7 separate regions of the Mus musculus genome follow, and regions 1, 2, 3, 4, 5 and 6 are each linked to region 7. A link is a contact called in public HiChIP or PLAC-seq, Micro-C and promoter capture Hi-C data. All regions are on one chromosome and are shown on one strand. Each heading gives the region's core, a stretch centred on a gene start, on an enhancer-like site or on the middle of the called end of the contact. The rest is flanking DNA. Distances are from core to core; before and after follow the strand shown. Region 1 holds the start of Serpina12 (serine (or cysteine) peptidase inhibitor, clade A (alpha-1 antiproteinase, antitrypsin), member 12). Region 2 has its middle 23 kb from the start of Serpina12. Region 3 holds the start of Ak7 (adenylate kinase 7). Region 4 overlaps Ak7 (adenylate kinase 7). Region 5 overlaps Atg2b (autophagy related 2B). Region 6 holds the start of Vrk1 (vaccinia related kinase 1). Region 7 holds the start of Glrx5 (glutaredoxin 5).

Region 1 (2,700 bases), core at 201-2,700, 990 kb after region 7:
ACAGCCTCAATGATTGGGGTCATGACCACAACAGTTCACAGCTAAACAATTTCTGGATAAACATTCTCTTGGATTGCCGCCTGCTCGCATGGAGATGAGAGTCACATCTTCCAGGGTCACAGAAGCTACTGGGAATCATCACTTTTGGGGAAAGGAATATCCAATGAGTCTGCTGTACACCGTAGCTCATTAGTAGAATTGAAAATTGACCTGTGGGGCTACTGCTTTTCCTAACCAGGACCACTGGTTTTGGAAGGTGCCGACATCATCTCGTCTGACTCTGGAAGTGAAAACAGTAGGAAGAAGAATTTTATTATTTTATTTTTAAACATCTATAATTTAACTCCCAAGGAATATGTAATCTGGGAAATGCAGAAAAACCAAAGAGGAACAAAGCCCAAGCATCATGTCATCAAATATGTGACAGAAACACAAAGTCACTTTCTGAAGTGACTCCAAACACTGGCACATCAGTTAGACTGATAGACTGATAGACTGTTAGACTTTCCTGTTAGACTTTGTCTCATTGCTGTGACAGGGAACCTGACAAGAACAGCTTAAGGAAGGAAGTGTTTATTCTGGCTCACAGTCTGAGGGTCCCATCCATGGTGAAAGAGCAGCCACAACAACGGGAGGCAGCTGCTTCCATGGAAACGGGAAGATGAACACTGGAGCCTCGTTCAGTCTCTCCTTTCCTTCAGTCTAGGACCTCAGTCCACTAAAGGCTTATGGTCCACACTTAGGGTGGATCTTCTCACCTGAATGAATCTAAAGCAATGCCCTGCACAGATCTGTTTCCATGGTGAGTCTACATCCCATCGACTTGACAGTCAAGATCAGCCATTGAGGTCTTTGGTTCGTCACTCCAACAGGAACGATGGACGGGTCTGTTTATCTGCTCATCCATTCTCAGACCACTCCTCTAAAGGATCGTCACGGGTCAGAGGTCAGAGCTGATGACTAACATGAAGCATAGCTAAATAAAGAGTGAAGGCGTCGGGCGGTGGTGTCGCATGCCTTTAATCCCAGCACTTGGGAGGCAGAGGCAGGCGGATTTCTGAGTTCGAGGCCAGCCTGGTCTACAAAGTGAGTTCGAGGACAGCCAGGGCTACACAGAGAAACCCTATCTTGAAAAAACAAAAACAAAAAACAAACAAACAAACAAACAAACAAAAGAGTGAAGGCAAAGATAAGGTGAAGGAATGACCCTCTACCCGAACGCTCTCATCCCTTAAAATGGAGGACAAAGGTGACTGAGGGGTTGACATTTCAATATCATCAAAGGCGGGTCCCCCTGTTGACTCTCCCAATCTCCAGACAGTGATTGAGAAACTTAAAAAAAAAAAAATAGAAAGAAAGTTGCAAAAGGTATGAGTGGCCTGCGTTGAGGTAGCTCCCGCCCAGGGGGCGTGGTCTGCACATATCTCCTTGCTGTGGTTAGGCTCCAGAGGTGGGAGATGAGGAGGATCCTTCAGGGGAAGTGGTGTGGCCACGGCTCCTGGAAGCCCATTGACTGACTCCAGCAGCTTCAATTGGCCACACTCTGCCTCTTCAGGAGGCCCTGGAGGTATAAATAATAAAACAAACCAGGCAGGCCCGTTTGGCCCTGTGGATGGCGCCTGGACCCACTGTGAGTATGCAACCCCTTCTGGAAAGATGTAGAGTTTCTAGTCTATAGCTCACGAGGACAACTCCAGGATAAAAGGCTGAAGGGCACTGTACTCTCTAGAAATGTGGAGGATTTCTAATGTGTGTAAGAGCAGCCCCTGGGGGTGTGCCGGGCAGGTACAGTGGGGGCTCGGTTCGTTTCCATGGATACTTACTTCTGAGAAATTTTTAGAAGAAAACTGCACAGGGTGGGGAAAGGGAGAGAAGGGAGCTCTTCAGAAGCAAGGCCGTCCTCGCTGCCCTCTGCTTGCCGCAGTTGGCCTCTGTGGCTGTTTGCTTCCTTCCAGTTGAGCTGCTGAGCCAGGAAGTATCTATCAACTTACAAGTTCATGGGGGAAAACTCTCTCTCTCTCTCTCTCTCTCTCTCTCTCTCTCTCTCTCTCTCTCTCAAGGTTTTAATATATAGCCCAGGCTACCCTTCTCTCTTGGCCTCCTGAGTGTTGTTGATATTACATTCAGCACTTAAAAACTATGTTTGAAAAGAATGCAAAGGAAATTCTGCAGGACAAATTAATAAGGAAAGCCATTCCGGCCTCTGTTCTCCAAGAAATGAGCGTTAGAGTTCTCTTGTGGGGCAGATGTCTTTCCATTTAGTTCTCAACTTGCTTTGAAAAATAATGTCATGTTCATTGCCTCTAGATAATTTTATCTTAAAACATCATCAGTCCCTTAAAACAGGTGAGTCCTAAAGTGTATCCAGGATGTCTTGGCTCCTCTCTTGAAGTACTTTGTTACATCTCTGGGAAGGGTCTTTGGAATCTCTCAGCTCCAGAGAGCTCTAGACAGATCCAAGTGTTGCATCCTGACAAACTCCAGGAAGGATCTGAGGGAAGCTGAGGCCCCAGAGAGCACAGGGTCCTTTGGGTATGGAAAGAAAGGTGCTTGATGTAGGCAGCCAACCTGGGATGTCCCCCACAGGACGGCGAGCTCTGTGGTTGCTTAAAGCTCAAGACAGCATGGGTGGAAACTCGTCAGAAGCAGCCATATGCATTGGTCTCACTGGCTGGAGAAGGGCTAGATGGCCAGTGGCTT
Region 2 (2,700 bases), core at 163-2,662, 960 kb after region 7:
GCCTGGAATTGGTTGTATTATACCAATACAACCAATATGTCTTAAATATTAAATTAATATTATGTCTTAATATGTCATTAATGAACTTAATATGTCATTAATGAACATGGTCAAAAGCCTTCGTCTGGGAAGTCATGGGCTCTGTAGGGGAACCTGCTACCATCGTTTTACTTAGTGGTCGTGTTATCAAACTGCCCTCCAGACACCGTGTTTATGAGCACAGATTAGTGCAGAGCATAGTCTTCACCAGAGAACCTCCTTACTTCAGCAGGAAGCACTTGATGGAGAACTGTAACCTATGGTCATCATCAGTAATAAGACATCCATCACCCTCTCCCAGAGTCAGGCAGCCCCGAGGAAGAGACAGTGGGCAGTATGTAAGACCCGGGGGACAGAGGGACAGGCCGCAAAAAGAAGTCTCCCTGACATAGCATAGCCATCACGTCCATAACTCGTGTGGCTGTCTGCAGATCTCTATAAGATTGGGCCCCAACAGCTCATCATGGATTGAGAAGAAGGCATGAGGAATCATAAATTAACAGTTATGAGGAGAAGGGGTGCCATTTTCTTCAGTGATGTAGTCACTGGTAAGTTGCCCTTGGTTCCAGCAAAGACCTCTTGCCCTTGCTCAGCAAGAAACTCTAATCAAGCCAGGCAGAGTGGTATACAGCTTTGATCCCAGCACTGCAGAAGGGGATCTTTCAGTTTGAGGCCAGCAGCTTGGTCTACAGGGAAAGTTTCAGAACAGCCAGGGTTATACAGGGAAAATCTGTCTTGGGAAGAAAAAGAAAGAAAGAAAGAAAGAAAGAAAGAAAGAAAGAAAGAAAGAAAGAAAGAAAGAAAGAAAGAAAGAAAGGAAGGAAGGAAGGAAGGAAGGAAGGAAGGAAGGAAGGAAGGAAGGAAGGAAGGAAGGAAGGAAGGAAGGAAGGAAGAAAGAAAGAAAGAAAGAAAGAAAGAAAGAAAGAAAGAAAGAAAGAAAGAAAGAAAGAAAGAAAGAAAGAAAGAAAGAGGGGGGAAGGAGGGAAGGAGGGAAGGAGGAAGAGAGGGAGGGAGGAAGAAAGAAAGAAAAACTCTATTTAAACTCATACCACAGGGAAGAAGAGATGACAGTACGGATAAGGGATTCACTGTTAGTCCTTTTAAAATTGTATAATGGCTCTCAAAGGCTAGACCCAGAGCTTCCTCCTTAGAGACAAGAAGGGTGTGGGGGACACTCTGCTGGCAGGTGGCGACACCAGAGGAGTGTGGGCTGTTTTCCACCACAAAGCCTGAGCTCAGAATCTCAGAACCCACTTTCCTGGGGCAGAAAGAGATGCCATAGTCTACCGATTGGATGATGAAACAAACCCTGAGGCAGACAGTAGCACGTTTGTCTCCCCAGCTACAGTCTTCTGACTGGCTGTTTGGATGACTGCCTGGAGCTCTGGCTACTCTGGGGTTGTCTAGTAATGTCTAGCTCTGGCTACTCTGGGGTTGTCTAGTAATGCTTGCCATAGATAAAAACTGAGAGTGGAAAACGCAGCTGCTTTTCAGATTCTGGAGCAGATGACCAGAATACTGGAAGGGACAGATTGGAGAGTGGGGACCTTTCTAATAAATCACACGTCTCTGAATTGTTTCATTGTGGAACCTAGGCCAAGACACTGCGAGTGTCAGAAAACGGTGACCTGGGTGTCAGAAAGACTGACTGGGAGAGCCACTTCCTGATTTAAACTTCTTCTTCTCCTTCTTTTTTTTTTTTAACTAGCTACCTTCTTTATTTACATTTCAAATGTTAGCCCCTTTCCTAGTTTCCCCTCCGAAAATCCCCTATCCCCTCCCCCTGGTCCCCAACCAACCCACTCCCAATTCTTTCCCCTGGCATTCCCCTATCCTGAGGCATAGAACCTTCACAGGACCACGGGACTCTCCTCCCATTGATGATCAACTAGGCCATCCTCTGCTACATACTCGTAACCACGAGTCCCACCATGTGGTGCAAAGCAACATGTTACAGTGTAATGATAAAGAACTGTGTGGAGGCGGTACTATTCCACTCCATTTGTGTCATTTGAAGCTACACTGCTATATTCTGACATGAGTCTCTGTTAGTCTTCGCTTGACTATATGCCATGCCAGCAACCTATCCTAGTTTGGGGATGCTCAGCTTTGATGAGAGAGTGCCAGTGTCCCCATACAATGCTCTCTCTCTCTCTCTCTCTCTCTCTCTCTCTCTCTCTCTCTCTCTCTCTCTCTCTGTGTGTGTGTGTGTGTGTGGGGGGGGGGTTTCTAAGAGAGGCACAGTTGCTGGAGTAGCAGACAGTCCCCGATGAGATGGTCAATCCTTAGCTTGAGTGTGATTTTACCCTCCCTCTGAGAATAAAGTGAATAGATAGTAAAGACAAAATCAGCAAGGGGATATTCAGTATTTTTCTGATGCCATAATAAAATTCCATAACCAAGACATTTTACATAAGAAGGAATTTATGTTGGCTTAAGGTTCCAGGGGCATAAGGGTTCATTATGGCAGGGAAGTGTGGCAGCAGGAACAGGAAACTGATAGATTATACCTTCAACCACAAGCATGACGCAAAGAAAGTGACCTGGGATTGGAGAGAAGCCTCCCTCAGAGACAGACTTCCAGCATGGCTGCTTCATCAAACCCCCAACAAACAGCGCCACCTACTGGAAACTGAGTGTTCAGCGGCCAGAGACAATGAC
Region 3 (2,700 bases), core at 106-2,605, 670 kb before region 7:
CGCCAGAATTTAATTATGCCACAACTGGTCATCTGGTGATTTGCTTTAATGAGTCACTAGGGGGTTTGTTTCCACACTCATTTTTAACCATCTTGGGAGGCAGGAAGCCTGAGTTCTAATCCCCTCTGCTACTTAATTAGCAGTGCAGCGAGGGTGAGGGTACCTCATTACCTTTGACTTCCCACAAGCTGGCAGATTCCTCAACCCAACGGATCCAGAGTCCTCAATGGCAGGGCCTCTGCAGGTGTGTGCTAAGATTTATTTTTATTTTATGTGCATGTGTGTGTGTTTGTGAGGGCGTGTGTGTGTGTGTGTGTGTGCCATGTGCATGCAGTGTGCCGCCAGAAGCCAAAAAAGAGGCATCAGATCATCTTGGACTGGAGTTACAGACAATCTGGACTGCCATATGAGTGCTGGGAATTGAACCTGGGTCTCCAGCCCCTAAAACATGACTGTCTTTGGATGAACAATTTAGAATGACAGCTCCTAGGTTCTCTCTTGGGATCATGTGTGTGTGTGTGTGTGTGTGTGTGTGTGTGTGAGTGTGTGTGTGTGTGTTTACGCTAGAGGTAGAATACTACTTGCTCACTTTCTCCATAGATGATGGGGGTCAGACCTCAGGTCCTCACACTTGTGTCTCAAGTAAGGTCTCCTGCTAAGTCATCTCCATAACTTTCCTGGAAGTAAGGAAGCTTAATGGGACCTGGTCAGAAATTGTGCCTAGCACAAAACAGATGCTTAAAAACGCTAGATGGATGTTTCCTGGATGACATAATGGCGGGACTTACGCGTTGTGTGCTCCAGGTCCCGCCCATAATACCTATGATTTGTGCAAGCCCTTTCCTCTCTTGAGCCTCATTTTCACCATAGCCAAAACACCTGCGTTATTAGGAAGGAACATGGGTCAAGCCTGCTTAGGGACAGGTCCTGGAGGCACTGATGTGCTAGGATTGGAATCTTCTTCCCCCGGGGAGGCTCCTAACAGCCAGTGATGCAGGCCTTTGCTGTGGAGATAGATCAGGGACACACACTGAGGGTTGAGGGCCAGTTTGGCTCGGGTCACCGCTCACCTTTCCTATGTTTCCGCTGCTATAGGTGTCCAGATGGTTTATGAATACCCTCTGTATCTTCAGAACTTTTTCGGTGGTCGCAGGAACTTCCTCTTCAGCCATGGTGGAAGCTGTAGTAGTTGCTAAGGTGAAAGAGTCCTGTCGGTTGCTAAGGAGGAGAGGCTGGGCTTTGGAAGGCTGAAAGGGTCAGGCTCCCTGAGGCGAGGCTCGGACTCTCGGAGGGGTGTGGCTTGCTTTTGGGCGGGGCGTGTCCTGTGGTGAGGGCTCTGGATAGGGTGCAGCTCTGGGGGAGGGTCCGTTGGGGGCGTGGCACGGGTCTGGCCGGGGCGTGTCCTAAAGGGCGGGGCTGATCTCCCTGGAGAACTGTCTAACTGCCTTCGGCACATCTCCTGTAGGACGCTCTGCTTGGGTAAACAATTTCTCTACTGTAAAGAAAAGCAGATGTCACGAGTTTTGGGGTCAAGGACCACAGCGTGAGAGCCCACCACCACAGCCTGTACTGCCCAGTAGCTGCTTGGTGCACAGGGTTCTACTGGCTTAGGGGTTTGACTAGTTTGCTTTCTATTGCTGTGAGAGTACCAGACCAAAACTAACAGGTTGTAGACCCATCATCCAGGGAAGCCAGGGCAGAAGGCATGAACCTGGCTGGAGGCAGGAACGGAAGCAAAGACCTTGGAGGAACGTGGCTTACGGGCTTGCTCGGTCTGCTTTCTTAAGAGAACTCAGGATCAAGGGCAGGATGCTCACGGTGATCTGGGTCTTCTATCAATGAAGAAAATGCCCCATACACATGCCTGTAAGCCATTCTTATGGAGGCATCTTCTCAATTGAGATTTTTCTTCCCAGATTGTCTTTCCTAAGCATTTTCAGATGCCCCCTCCCCCCTTACCACCCTGCCTGGGGATTTGGTGGAGGTGCCTGGAGGGACTTTGTGACCAGGAATTCACACACAATCATGAAGTTTACACTCAGACCGTTTAAGCTCTGGGTCTTCTTTACAAATGAGAATACTCGTGCAGTTGCTGAAATAAACCACCTCTTGCTCGGAGGGTGAAGGAGGTGCCATCAAGCCTTACAACGTGAGTTCCATCCCTCTGTCCCAAAGAGACCGGGCTCCAGCAAGCTGTCCTCTACACATGTGCCCTGGCACACACACCCCTCTTCCACAAATACATTAATGCAATAAACAATGTGTATTTTGTTTTCATCAAAAGTTGTGGTGTGTTATGAAACAACCGGCTTGTTTTGTTGGAAGGGTCCGACTGCACTGAAATAGTTTTAAACACTAACTTGTTAAATCTAAATACATGAACGTATTTTATGCAAATATGCATGCATATATAGAAATTAAATATTTATTTTTATGTGTACGTGTGTTTGCCTGCATGAATGTCTCTGTGTCACATGTTTTCCTGGTGGCATCCAAGACCAAAAGAGACGTTGGATCCCTGGAACTGGAATAACAGAGAGCTATGAGGCACCACTCTCAGGTCTTCTGCAAGAGCAGCCAGTGCTCTTGACTGCTGAGCCATTGTGTGCCTATTGGTTATATTGATTATATTGATTATATTATAGCAACTGCTGTATCATTCCATTAGTTCTTTCCTGTGCATGCATGTTACTACCAACT
Region 4 (2,700 bases), core at 51-2,550, 700 kb before region 7:
AGCAGTGTACCCCAAGCCCTTTCTTTCCCAGGGCTGTTTCTCGGCTGACAGGGTCTCTAAGTGATGAAGCTACACTCGTGATCAGAAGTGTGGAGACATGGGGTGGATAATGAATGCTTCATCAGACACACTTCCGGGACACGCCACACATCAGGGAGGCCTCTTACCCTGCGAGGTCAACAACATGAATGGCCGGAATGCAATTGGTCCCATCTCCAAACACGGGTAGTGCGGGGACCTCGCCCAGCCAGGCCATCTGAAAGAGACGGGCAGGGGGCGTTTGCCCCAGCATGTGTTTCTCAGGGGGCTCCAGAAGCGCCACCGCGCACGCGCATGCCTGGCCTCTAGTTGTCCCTCTTGGGTCCCCTTCTCTCAGACTTTAATACAGTCAGCCCCATAAAAAAAATCTAATTGTCAACGCTTAGATCTCATCTTAACAATCTGCAGTATTTGACCCTACAGGCAACTCCGTTTTTTATGGGGTTTTTTGTTTTGTTTTGTTTGTTTGTTTCTGATAGACTCTTCCTGGTCACCATTGGCAACACTGCCTGCCATTTCTCTTTGTCCCTCCTGGGTCTCCCTCCCATTTCCCGTATCCTCCAGATCCTGTGGGTCCCAGTTCTCAGTCCTCCTGTGTGTGGACTCTCCAGGTGGCACAGTGGTGCCCATGGTTTAGATGCCTTCCTCACGCTCAGACCTCATGCCGACTCCTCACGCTGACTGACTCCTCATGCTGACTGACTCCTCACGCTGACTGACTCCTCACGCTGACTGACTCCTCATGCTGACTGACTCCTCACGCTGACTGACTCCTCACGCTGACTGACTCCTCATGCTGACTGGTCTTACCAGAGATACAGGCTTGATCTCCTCCCTCCTCGACTTTCTTTTTTATCATTTTTTTTTTTTAAATTTTCACCTTTCCTTAAAGCATAGCTGTGAAAAGACAGCCAGATATGTTTATGAACTTTCTCTTTAAATTTAAAGTTCTTACTATGTGAGGGAGCGAGTGTGTGTAGCGGTATGTGTCAAAGTACAAGTGTGACTTGGTTCTCCTACCATCACCCACTGAGGACTGAACCCAACCCTCTCATCCCCTCCCTCCTCTCCCCTTCCCCTCCCCTCCCCACCTCCCCTCCCCTCCCCTCCCTCTTCTCCCTTTCCCCTCCCCTCCCCACCTCCCCTCCCCCTCCCCCTCCTTTCTCTTTGTTCTCTGAGACAGAGTTTTACCATTGTCTTCTAGGCTGATCTCAGTCTCTCTCAGTCCTGCCTTTGCAGGCTGGCACCCCCTGCCTTATAAAACACAGTTGGAGAATGCACACAGTGGGCTGACAGATGGCTCAGCAGGTAAACACTTTCCAACAGGGACTCCACCAAGCTGTCCTCTGACTCGTGTATTGGAGCTGAGGCGTGTGCAGGCCCCAGCATACACATAATATACATGTATATAGTAGTAGTAGTAATAATAATAAATCAAATAAATGCCAACAAAGAATCCCCAGAGTCTCAGGCCCCGAGTGAGGTTGAAGGCAGGGACATGGGGTGAGGAAGTGGCTACTTTGTAACCTAACTTGAAAGTGAAATTAAAAATGAAGAAAGTAGAGTCTACTTAGTCCTTGGAAAAAACCAGACCTTAAAAAACGTGTGTAAGATGCCTCCTTCTGCTCCATACTGAAGTCCTGAGGCGACTACATAAGTTGCGAACTTTTTGGCCTAAATGGATAAAATACAGAGAAGGGGGGGTGGAGAGAGCGAGGGAGAGGAAGGATATAACATTAGTTATATTGAAGCAGACTTAGTAAGTTAAACGGACACCGTTACAGACTCTGCAGTCTTTTTTTTTTTTTTTTTTTTTTTTTTTTTGGTTTTTCGAGACAGGGTTTCTCTGTGTAGCCCTGGCTGTCCTGGAACTCACTTTGTAGACCAGGCTGGCCTCGAACTCAGAAATCCGCCTGCCTCTGCCTCCCGAGTGCTGGGATTAAAGGCGTGTGCCACCACGCCCGGCTTGACTCTGCAGTCTTTTCTGGGCTCTTTAGTTAGACACTGCTTAGGGCTGAGACAGGGTCCCTTATTGGAGAAGAAAAAACTGCATGAAATACAGAAATGTTCCCAGCCACCACTGACATTTAATGGGAATGAAGAACTAAATTAAGGCAGAGCTGTTCCTTGTGACAACACCTGTGAACTCTACGTTGGCCCCGAGGGGAAGGGAAGCTGTGAAAACAGGTCCTTCTAGAAGGATCTTCAGTCACCTTTCAGTCACCTATCACAGGGCTCACATGACTGTGAAGCTCAGGATCCGGTGGGGGTTTGCTTGGTTTGTTTTGAAACAGGGTCTCACGTAGCCCAGGCTAGCCTTGCACTCATTATGTAGCAGAGGATGACTTCTGCTTGGTGAGTGCTAGAGTCACAGCTGTGTGCCACCACCCCTAGCTTATGTGGGGCTGAGGATCAAACCGAGGGCTTTGTGCATGTTGGGCAAGCAATCTAGCAACTCAGCTATGGCCCCGGACCCTGTACCAGGTCTCAGTACGAGGGTTTTAATTGACATAAATGCTCTATTCTGCCCGGAGATGAAGTCATTGTGGTCTTGGTGACACTTCGTGGTGACCAAGCTGGCCTCAGTGGTAAGTGCCTAATGAAGCTGCTCTGGAGGCTAAGCTTGGAGGATTACTTGGGCCCATAAAGTGGGCAGACCAG
Region 5 (2,723 bases), core at 215-2,714, 590 kb before region 7:
ATTATCTCCATGCTATGCTGGGGCTAACGTGGAGCCTGCTGTGTCCCTGAGGCTGTTCTTGGGCTCTTGTCAGTCCTCTGCTTCTGCTGCCTGCCTGCTGGAGGTGTAAGCGTCTGCCGCCTCACCAGCTTTAAATTCCCACTTCGGTATCGTGTTCAGTAAGGAAGCTGGCTTAAGGTAACGGAGTGTGGTTAAAGAGGAAGTGAGTCCCATGGAGTTCAGTGGCACAAGGTGAGCGCACAGGGTGTGCACTGCTCTTAGCACTGATGCCACCACTGCTGGTGCAAAGAGCAAAAGGCACTTTGATCTTTAAATCCTTTCCCCACGTTTATGTTTAGTTTTGTTTCTGTTCTTGTTTTGAGACAGGACCTGAGTAGCTTTGCTTATCCTGGAACGAGTGATAGAGACCAGGTGGCTTTCCTGTGGACCAGTGCTCTGAGTGTTGGCACTAAAGGCCTATAATGTATACTACCATGCCCTGCCCAGGCCTAGCTGGTTTTTTGTTTCTCTATTTTGCAATGTTGTAAATGTTTTCATGGTTGTAAAAAATAAAGGGATTATGTGTGTGTGTGTGTGTGTGTGTGTGTGTGTGTGTAGAACAAGAATGAGTGCAGCAGAGGCAGAGTGGTAGAAATGCCACCGACAGGTGCAATGACTGCTTTGTGAGGTGAATGACAGGGACAGAGACCTCAGACGCCGTCCTGTCAGTTAAAGTGACTTGTCTCCATTCCAGGACGCCTTGTTCTTCCTCAAGGATTTCTTCACAAGTCTTTCTACAGAAGTGGAGCTTCTACTGACTCCAGATCCAGAAGGTACTTGACACACACAGTCTGAGGGTTCTGCCCTAAGTAGGAAGTCACTCAGAAGTGAACCTAGTACCTGAAGCCACGTAGTACTTGGTCAGCGCACGCCATTGTGGAGTGACTGCTGACTGAAGAGCCGTGGCCACCCAGCACCACCAGAGGACAGGCCTGCACACTGCTAGGAAAAGCTCAAAGCTCATGTTCCAAGCACAGTTTTTTGAGTCAGTACACACATGTTAATGTAACAGCTTCAGGGAACTCATCAGTCAAGTGCAGTGTGCAGCCTCACCAGCATCAATTGCTATGGTGCTCAACAGGAGCAGAGCTAACTTGAAAAGCCCCTTGTGTTTTCAGTTACAAAGTCTCCTGGAGCTGATGTCACCTGCAGTTTGCCAAGGCATTTGAGTACCTCAAAGGAGCCAAATCTAGTCGTTTCTTTTCCTGGGCCAAAACAAGCTTCCCCGAACCATCGTGCCAATTCAGCGGAGGGTGGTAATGGACTGGAGGAGGACGTCTCTGCTGAGGAAACTTCATTTAGTGACCAGCCTGTGTTTTTTAGGTGAGTGCATTTATTTTGCTAAGAAGTGAAGTTCTCTTGCAGTTTTAAAGATGGCTCTGGAGAGAGTGGGTGGGTTGACAAGCATGAGGTGACATCAGTGTTCTTTCACGTTGATGTATAAACCCGGCTGTTTGTGTAGCTGGCACCACTTAGTAACCCGGAATCTGTGCTGGAAGCTCCTCTCTGCCTGCTGCCCCTCCCCCCTTCAGGTCCCCATGTGAGTGAGGGTTTGCACCTCATAAACACAGTGTGCCGCCCACCCTTTTGCCTCTCCACTAGCTGCTCTTTTCCCGGTGCTGAGCCCTCAGTCTGCTCCTCGCAGTCCCTGCCAGGTCTTCTTCCTCAGGCCGTGGGCACTCTGGGAAGCCCAGGCCCCTGCTCGGCCCCTGCTCGGCTGCTGTTCGGCTGTGTGGCCAGCCGGCCAGTCTGTTCCTTCCTCCTTTCCTCTTTCCCTAGCCTTGTTGCTCAAGGCTAGAATCTTGGCATTATGGAAAGAGAAGGATCAAAGAGAAACTGATCCCCATCCCCGTTGTCTGTACCCCTCTTTCATTCCAGTTTTTCCGTTTTCCCTTCTATGTTGTGAGAGAAGACCTTGGGAGTGGCCCAAGTGGGCATATTCAGAAGATATTTTTAAAATGCCGTATAGTGGTGATGTAGAAATAAATCCGTGTAGGAAAGGCAGGGAGGACGGAGGACGGCAGGTATGCACTCTGCCTGGCTGACACTTCTCCAGTAAAGTGTTCCCTTTGTTAGTCTCCTACAGTGATTCTTTTATGTTTAGGAAAAATTAAATCCTAGTGACAACTTCAGATCTTATATTGTAGTAATCACATATAAATTGCCAGTTTGTAATCACAATCCTGAAAGCAAGAAATTTGACACTTTGTATGGAGACAGGTCTCACTGTGTGGCCCAGGCTAGCCTCAAACCCTAGGTCTTCCCTGCTTCCTCTCAGGTAGCTGGGGATGCAGACTTGTACCATTCTTGACAATCTAACTGAAGGAGGCAGACCTGTGTAGCTTTACCTCTTTACTTAGGCAAGTGTTGATTTTTTTACTTTGTGCTAGGTTATTTGAAATGTGGAAAACACCTTATAGATTTCATTTCTGTTCTGGAAGGTCCAGAACCCTGAGGTGATAATGAGTGGGAGCGTAGCGTCTCAGTTACTTGCTCCACGATATGTTAATGTCCAGAGAGTTAGGCTGGCCTGCTCTGTTAACTGTTACGGTCCTGATCATCACCCACCTGCTCACTGCTGACTTTCCAGTGACGCCATAGGAATCTTCCTTCTCCTTCTGCAAGTGGCTCTTACCGAATACATGTGTGACTAGCGCTCTGTCTGTTAACACGTCCTATCCCAT
Region 6 (2,715 bases), core at 78-2,577, 980 kb before region 7:
CGCCTAACACACTTGTTATCCACCTCAATCCATGCTCCTGTTAGCTCGGTCTCCATCAGCAAGGCAGCGCTGCAGTGTCTGCCATCTGTGGTAGCACAACGGGGAAAGCCATTTTTAGTGATGTCCACTTACATTCCTTTTTCCAGGTAGATGAACATTATCTTAATTGCCCAGATGCTTAATTCCAGTCAGAACTGTAAATTAAATTTCCCCAAACAGTATAATCGACATGTCACAAAAAAAGTGACATGCCTTTCCCCTGAACTCTTAAGCCGGGGTGGGGGTGGCGCAAGTCTAGTCCCAGCACTCAGTAGGCAGAGGCAGGAGGATCTCTTGTTGAGTTCAAGGCCAGCCTGGTCTACAGAGCAAGTTCCAGAACAGCCAAGGCTACACAGAAAAAAAAAAAAAAAAGAAAGAAAGAAAGAGAAAAGGAAGGAAGGAGGAAGGAAGGAAGGAAGCAAGCAAGCAAGCTGTCTTGAAAATCCAAAATAATAATGATGATAAAATGCTGATCTACATCTTTTTTCACTGTTTTGAATTCCAGACTCAATAGATGGTCAATTCTAGTTTCGTTTTGTTTTTTTGTTTCTTTTTTTAAAAAAGGAAAGCAACGAAGCTCTTCAACGACCCGCTAAGTTTAACCACCACCTTCCCAAAGGCAAAATCGCGTTTCCAAATTGCTCCAAAAGCGATGAGGGACGGAAAGGAAGAACACACGCAGACGTAAAGAATGGTTAACGTCAACGACAAAAGAATAAACGGGTAACCCGACCAGGACTGGCGTGTGTCCCCATCTCTCAAGGACTCTGGCGCAGTTCTACATCTAAGGCGACCTAGCCTGGAAACGGTCGGAAACAAACTTTGGCGCTGGGCTGCAGACCTGTTTGCTGCCTCTGAAGACACTGCACCGGGAGCCCGGTCACCGGCGGTGGAGACCTGAGGAGCAAGCTTGGAAGGAAACGAGAAGCTGCCGGCCGCGGCTGTGCCCCGAGGCCTCACCTCACCAGTGCTAAGGAAGTGGCAGGCTCGGCCGGTCCAGGTCCCCGTCCCCGTCCCCGTCCCCGCCACCCTGGTCCCGGCTAGGCTTCGGGCGGCCTTCTAGAACCGGGCTTCCGGCAGCTCCGCGATCGGGCAGAGAAGCGAGGATTCCCGGGCAGGCCGGACCCAGCCGCGGCGCCGCCCTGAAGCAACACCGGACCTATAGTCCCGCCACCACCCCACGGCTCCCTACCCAGAGCGGCCAACTCGCGGTCCACAGCGTAGTACGAACTTCCCGCCGCTTCCCTAGACTCGCGACCTACCCACGGCGCCGTCCCCTCCACACCCCGTAGTACAGAGCCTTCCCGTTGGCTGCGAACGGCGGGGGAGGCGGGGAAAGAGGAAGACCGCGCTTCCCTGTCACCTCTCCGGACATGCCGGGAATTGTGGTCCTTACGCTTGCTCCATGCTGGGAATTGTAGTCTTTGAACCTCCAAGAGGCGAGATGGGGGCGTGTTCCTCTGAGCACAAGGGCTTCTGGGAAGTGTGGTTTGCAGCCCGCTTGCTGTTTTACATGTTACTGTGGCTCTCAAAGCCTTAAGAACCGAAATAAATATAACCAGTACTCACTGTTGCTTGATTTATTAAACGGTTAGACAAAGAGACTCATTTCAAATATCCGAAGCGCGTCTCGGTGTTTACTTAACCCACCGCAGTATTTGAGCTACTTTTGTCAAACATCAGTTTTCTTTGTTTCACCATCTCCTTCCTAGAGGTTGGAAGAATGAGCTTCAAGCTGCACTTTGGATCTGCAGCTTCTGAAGCCCTAGAAAAGGCCTTGGGTTCGGTGCTGTTCTTGTTATTGCTATTGTTTTACCAATTTGATTTTTTTTTTTTAATTTTTGGTTTACTAACAACAGCTGAGTTAAAAATGTGAGCCAACACTCCTAGCCTGTGTTGTTTCTTTTCTTTCTTTTTTTTTTTTTTTTTTGGAGGGGGGGCAGTTTCGAGACAGGGTTTCTCTGTGTAGCCCTGGCTGTTCTGGAACTCACTTTGTAGACCAGACTAGCCTTGAACTCAGAAATGCGCCTGCCTCTGCCTCCAAAGTTCAGGGATTAAAGGCGTGCGCCACCACACTCGGCTTGCCTGTGTTGTTTCTTAAGGTGGATCTTAAAACACTGTATGAGCTTTAGTCCCTACGAAATCTGAGTTGTTGCCCAGTGTGCAGTTCAGCATTGATCTTCATATCTTGAATTCACCGTCCCAGGTACCCACACCTGCTCCAATTTCTTTCCTATTTTGCCGTCTGCCCCATAGAGCAGATCCACAAAACAGCTGTACTGCATGCCCACTGCTCCCAGACTTCTGCTGAGTTTGATCCATGATGGAGCCTGAGAATGGAAGAAAAAAAGGAAAGTCACCTAACGACGATCACACACACATACACGAACAGCTAAGTCCCTTAGCTAAGGGTCACTTCAGCTGGGCTTTCCACAAGTCTGCAATGAGAACATGCCATGATGATTGTGTTGTTAGGACTAGAGCTAGTAACACACTGGCTGCCCCCGAGTCACAGGTTACTGTTTCATCCTGTGTGGCTCAGACCCCACACCTCTCTAAACAGCCTCCTGGAACATAAACCCTCCTCAACAAATCCTCTCACGGCATCTGCTTTCTGTACACACGCCGATGGAAACGCAGGCACAAGGTGAGCTCTCGATGACTATTTGTCAGCAG
Region 7 (2,792 bases), core at 85-2,584:
CAACTATAATCAGTAATTGCAAATGTTGCATACTCCATTCTAACACAGACAAGTCTCCTCTCAGCACAGTGACCAACCCAGAGCACTAAATCAGTAAGATGGGGGGGGGGGGGCTACTTGAATACAGGGTTCCCCGGATTCCACTGAAGGAGGAGCAGGGTGCGGGGAGGGGGCAGCTTTCCCATTACCCGGCCCACCTTGACCGATTCTTGCCAAGAATCAGAACCAAATCCCTGGCCTTTCTCTTCCTCGCTCACAGCAAGCACAAGACGGAGAGAAAGGCGCCTGCCTGGTACTGTGTATAAAGGATTCCAACTAGACGTCAGGACGCAGTCGCTTTGCCTTGGGGCCAGTAAAAAGCTGTTCTGCTCTCTGCCCTTTGGGCCCAACCTGGCCGCAGTTTGCTAATCTGGTCGGGGGTCAGAAGTTTTCTTAGTGGCTTCCTCTTTCCGCTGAGCCTCTACCATGTCTTAGTCTCCACACACTGTTCTTTGATGCTACAGTATCTAAAAAACAAACTTCGTGTCTTTCCCAACGTGAGTCCGGCTAGACTATGGTGAAACCTTCTCTCCAGCAAGAAGACAGTCCCTGACCCTCGGGGCCTTAAACATTATTAGTCAGCCTCTGACCTCGTTAGGCACACACAGGCAAGCCTGAAACCTCTTCCCTACATACGTAGTAGCATCAGTCCCTCACCTAGCAAGTACGCTGCTGGCTTCCAAGCCCTCAAATTGTCCCCAAGGGTATTCGCAGTGAGTCCCCCTCTCAGCCAGCCACTCCCCAGTCGACCTGCTCAGAGGGGATCATGATGCCGACTACCCCCTCTCCTATGCAGTCAGAAACATCTCGCCCCGAGGTGGGCCGAGGCGAACCCTCCGCCCATGTGGCTACACAACCAGGGAAGGCCCTTGCTCCTCGGGATCTGCTCAAGTTCACCGCGCCCTCGCAATCGGATCCCACGGGCCTGACCTTGCCTCAGCTCCGGGTCGTCCAGCACGTTGTAGGCCGCATAGTCGCGAACACCGTGCAGCCGCAGAATCTGCACCACGGCGTTGCTGAAGCCGCACTGGGGCTGCTCGGGCGTCCCCTTGAGGAACACCACCACCTTGTCCTTCTTCACCAGCGCGTCCAGCTGCTCCGCCTGGCCGCCCGAGCTCGCCGCCCGCACGCCGGCTCCGGGCAGGCCACCGCCACCAGCGCTTCGCCCCCAGCGCAGCAGAGCCGCCGCCGCCCGGCTCAGGGACGCGCTCATGCCCGCTCGCTGTCCACCGCCTCTGCGGCCACTCCAGGGCTTACAGAGCCCGTGGTGTCCGGCCGGCCCACCAGAGGCTCTCATTGGACAAGCTCTGGGATGAGTCTCGTGATTGGACAATACTGGCTCAATTCCACCAATCACATCGCTTACACCGTAGGGTGGGCCTTCCCTGGGAGCCGCGTCCTACAGGCTTGCTAGTGAGCGAGGACGACCGCTTTGCGTGTTGATTGGACAAATCGGACGTCCGTCGGTGAAGGGCATGAAGAGGCGTGACTAGAGGAAGCCGGCTTTCCTCGTGCGGGCGTTCGAGGCCTGGCCGGATACGCCAAGATGATAGGGCAGGCGCGAGGCGGGGCTTCTGCCGCCCGCGGCACGCCGGGAAGGAGTCACGTCCAGACGCAGCTTCCGGTTCCTTTTGCGGTGATTGCTACGGTAACGCGGCCGGTAGTCCTGCGATGGCGTGCACCAGAGAGGAGGTGGCCTTCCATGCCTCACCGGCTGAGGCCAGCCGCGAACCTGGCGTGTCCTGGTCTGCCCGGGGCTCCAGCCTCCGACCCGCCATGCACATGGACATCCAAGCCGTGTCCTGCGGCCTCCCGTGGGATTCTTCCTCCAGAATGAGGTTTTTTTTTTTTTTAGCATAAAACTATAAGTATTGTGTATGTATGATCTGCGTGCATGCATCTTCAGAAGACGACTTTTATAAAGGGTCCGGGGATGGAACTCTAGCTTGCAGGGTAAGTCCCTTGGCACGCTGAGCCCTCTCCCTGGCCTCTAGAATGATGCTCTTCTCGTAGAAACGTGTAAAGTGCTCTAGCCGTGGGACGGCTGGCTTTGGGGTCTCGGTGACTACTGGGGTCGGGAAGGATTGAAAGAACAAGGGAATTGGTGGGTTGCCGGGCCCTGTGGCCATTGTCTGCAACGTTGCCTTGCCTCTTAAGAGGCTGAGGCAGGAGGATCAGTTGAACTCAGGAGTTCTAAATAAGCCCGAGTCAGCCCGGGCCGTACAGCAGGACCCTTTTTAAGAGGGAAAACGGAGGGTGAGGATGTAGCTCAGTAGGAAGTCGTTTTCCTAGTGTAAGCGACGTCCAGAGTTCCACCCCGTCACATGCACACAGACAGTAATAAAAGAGAGTATTCTCTTAGTGAATTCCGGTGTAGATGATGATGGCCCCAGGGTAGAGTGCTTGCTTGCACATCTGCTGGGGATGGTGCAGAAGAGTGGGCAGGCGCGTCGTTTTTTTACATGGACTTCCCCCTAGAACAGAGCCCCGGGTGTGGTCAGTTCTCCCGCCGGTAGTACGCAGATCCAGATCCTGGCCAGCAGGCCTCCGCAGCCCACTATCTAATCTGCAGTCTTGGCCCTGCGCTGGGTTAGCGGTACCCTAGAGCACACCAGACTTGCAGAGAAAGCAGACAACAGAGGAAGCTGAGGCATGCCTGCTCGAGAGGCAGCAGGCCCATGTGCAATTTTCCTCTGATAGGGCCTGGGTACTGTTGCCACGGTGATAATGGCTGTGCCGTGTCATTGTCGATC

The links. Promoter capture Hi-C pulls out the DNA fragments that hold promoters and counts their contacts. Hi-C and Micro-C count contacts between places; a contact is called where the count stands out from the background. HiChIP or PLAC-seq counts read pairs in DNA pulled down with a chosen protein or histone mark.
Region 1: a contact with region 7 is called in an H3K4me3 HiChIP or PLAC-seq map of bone marrow-derived macrophages, with 6 times the contacts expected there. The contact joins the promoter of Serpina12 here to the promoter of Glrx5 in region 7. A contact is called at or near these places in 1 of 39 promoter capture datasets (hippocampal neurons) and 2 of 115 datasets of contacts at active chromatin or transcription factors (bone marrow-derived macrophages and memory CD8 T cells).
Region 2: a contact with region 7 is called in a Micro-C map of the HL-1 cell line, with 2.6 times the contacts expected there. The contact joins the enhancer-like site here to the promoter of Glrx5 in region 7. A contact is called at or near these places in 3 of 39 promoter capture datasets (the 3T3-L1 cell line, hippocampal neurons and pre-B cells), 1 of 484 Hi-C or Micro-C datasets (the HL-1 cell line) and 1 of 115 datasets of contacts at active chromatin or transcription factors (memory CD8 T cells).
Region 3: a promoter capture Hi-C map of embryonic stem cells shows a contact between it and region 7, with 2.7 times the contacts expected there. The contact joins the promoter of Ak7 here to the promoter of Glrx5 in region 7. A contact is called at or near these places in 6 of 39 promoter capture datasets (the C10 cell line, embryonic stem cells, hippocampal neurons and 3 more) and 6 of 115 datasets of contacts at active chromatin or transcription factors (bone marrow-derived macrophages, craniofacial prominence, epiblast stem cells and 3 more).
Region 4: a contact with region 7 is called in a promoter capture Hi-C map of embryonic stem cells, with 3 times the contacts expected there. The contact joins the enhancer-like site here to the promoter of Glrx5 in region 7. A contact is called at or near these places in 4 of 39 promoter capture datasets (embryonic stem cells, hippocampal neurons, liver and 1 more), 1 of 15 datasets of contacts at CTCF or cohesin (large pre-B cells), 7 of 484 Hi-C or Micro-C datasets (the G1E-ER4 cell line, cortical neurons and embryonic stem cells), 7 of 115 datasets of contacts at active chromatin or transcription factors (embryonic stem cells, epiblast stem cells, extraembryonic endoderm stem cells and 2 more) and 1 of 9 other capture datasets (embryonic stem cells).
Region 5: a contact with region 7 is called in a promoter capture Hi-C map of hippocampal neurons, with 4 times the contacts expected there. The contact joins the enhancer-like site here to the promoter of Glrx5 in region 7. A contact is called at or near these places in 2 of 39 promoter capture datasets (embryonic stem cells and hippocampal neurons), 5 of 484 Hi-C or Micro-C datasets (the G1E-ER4 cell line, adipose-derived mesenchymal stem cells, cortical neurons and 2 more) and 12 of 115 datasets of contacts at active chromatin or transcription factors (astrocytes, embryonic forebrain, embryonic midbrain and 6 more).
Region 6: a contact with region 7 is called in a promoter capture Hi-C map of pre-B cells, with 6 times the contacts expected there. The contact joins the promoter of Vrk1 here to the promoter of Glrx5 in region 7. A contact is called at or near these places in 4 of 39 promoter capture datasets (the C10 cell line, hematopoietic stem and progenitor cells, liver and 1 more), 5 of 484 Hi-C or Micro-C datasets (the G1E-ER4 cell line, neutrophils and pre-B cells), 3 of 115 datasets of contacts at active chromatin or transcription factors (bone marrow-derived macrophages, extraembryonic endoderm stem cells and large pre-B cells) and 1 of 9 other capture datasets (liver).

What each region holds. Positions count from the first base shown.
Region 1 is chr12:104,043,193-104,045,892 of GRCm38.p6, reverse strand. It overlaps Serpina12 (serine (or cysteine) peptidase inhibitor, clade A (alpha-1 antiproteinase, antitrypsin), member 12), which reads left to right and starts at 1,450. Exons shown (of 5, transcript NM_026535.2): 1 at 1,450-1,630.
Region 2 is chr12:104,066,418-104,069,117 of GRCm38.p6, reverse strand. No RefSeq gene overlaps it. Among named protein-coding and RNA genes, the nearest start is that of Serpina12, 23 kb to the right of the region's middle. Within about 2 kb of position 1,412, at least 158 of the 459 cell types and tissues checked have an H3K27ac peak or open chromatin away from gene starts, as enhancers often do. A contact at or near this core is called in the HL-1 cell line and memory CD8 T cells, where this site is marked.
Region 3 is chr12:105,704,637-105,707,336 of GRCm38.p6, reverse strand. Ak7 (adenylate kinase 7) reads right to left here and starts at 1,355. Exons shown (of 18, transcript NM_030187.1): 1 at 1,071-1,355. The coding sequence starts at 1,172.
Region 4 is chr12:105,732,446-105,735,145 of GRCm38.p6, reverse strand. Ak7 (adenylate kinase 7) reads right to left here. Exons shown (of 18, transcript NM_030187.1): 6 at 1,633-1,713; 7 at 168-256. Among named protein-coding and RNA genes, the nearest start is that of Ak7, 28 kb to the right of the region's middle. Within about 2 kb of position 1,300, at least 43 of the 459 cell types and tissues checked have an H3K27ac peak or open chromatin away from gene starts, as enhancers often do. A contact at or near this core is called in embryonic stem cells and extraembryonic endoderm stem cells, where this site is marked.
Region 5 is chr12:105,624,817-105,627,539 of GRCm38.p6, reverse strand. It overlaps Atg2b (autophagy related 2B), which reads left to right. Exons shown (of 42, transcript NM_029654.4): 35 at 734-812; 36 at 1,158-1,362. Among named protein-coding and RNA genes, the nearest start is that of Bdkrb1, 22 kb to the right of the region's middle. Within about 2 kb of position 1,464, at least 11 of the 459 cell types and tissues checked have an H3K27ac peak or open chromatin away from gene starts, as enhancers often do. A contact at or near this core is called in hippocampal neurons, where this site is marked.
Region 6 is chr12:106,008,875-106,011,589 of GRCm38.p6, reverse strand. It overlaps Vrk1 (vaccinia related kinase 1), which reads right to left and starts at 1,327. Exons shown (of 14, transcript NM_001029843.2): 1 at 1,232-1,327.
Region 7 is chr12:105,031,160-105,033,951 of GRCm38.p6, reverse strand. It overlaps Glrx5 (glutaredoxin 5), which reads right to left and starts at 1,334. Exons shown (of 2, transcript NM_028419.3): 1 at 970-1,334. The coding sequence starts at 1,252. It overlaps Snhg10 (small nucleolar RNA host gene 10), which reads left to right and starts at 1,673. Exons shown (of 2, transcript NR_003145.3): 1 at 1,673-1,992. It overlaps Gm46374 (a long non-coding RNA gene), which reads left to right. Exons shown (of 3, transcript XR_003950254.1): 2 at 1-93; 3 at 260-974. It also overlaps Scarna13.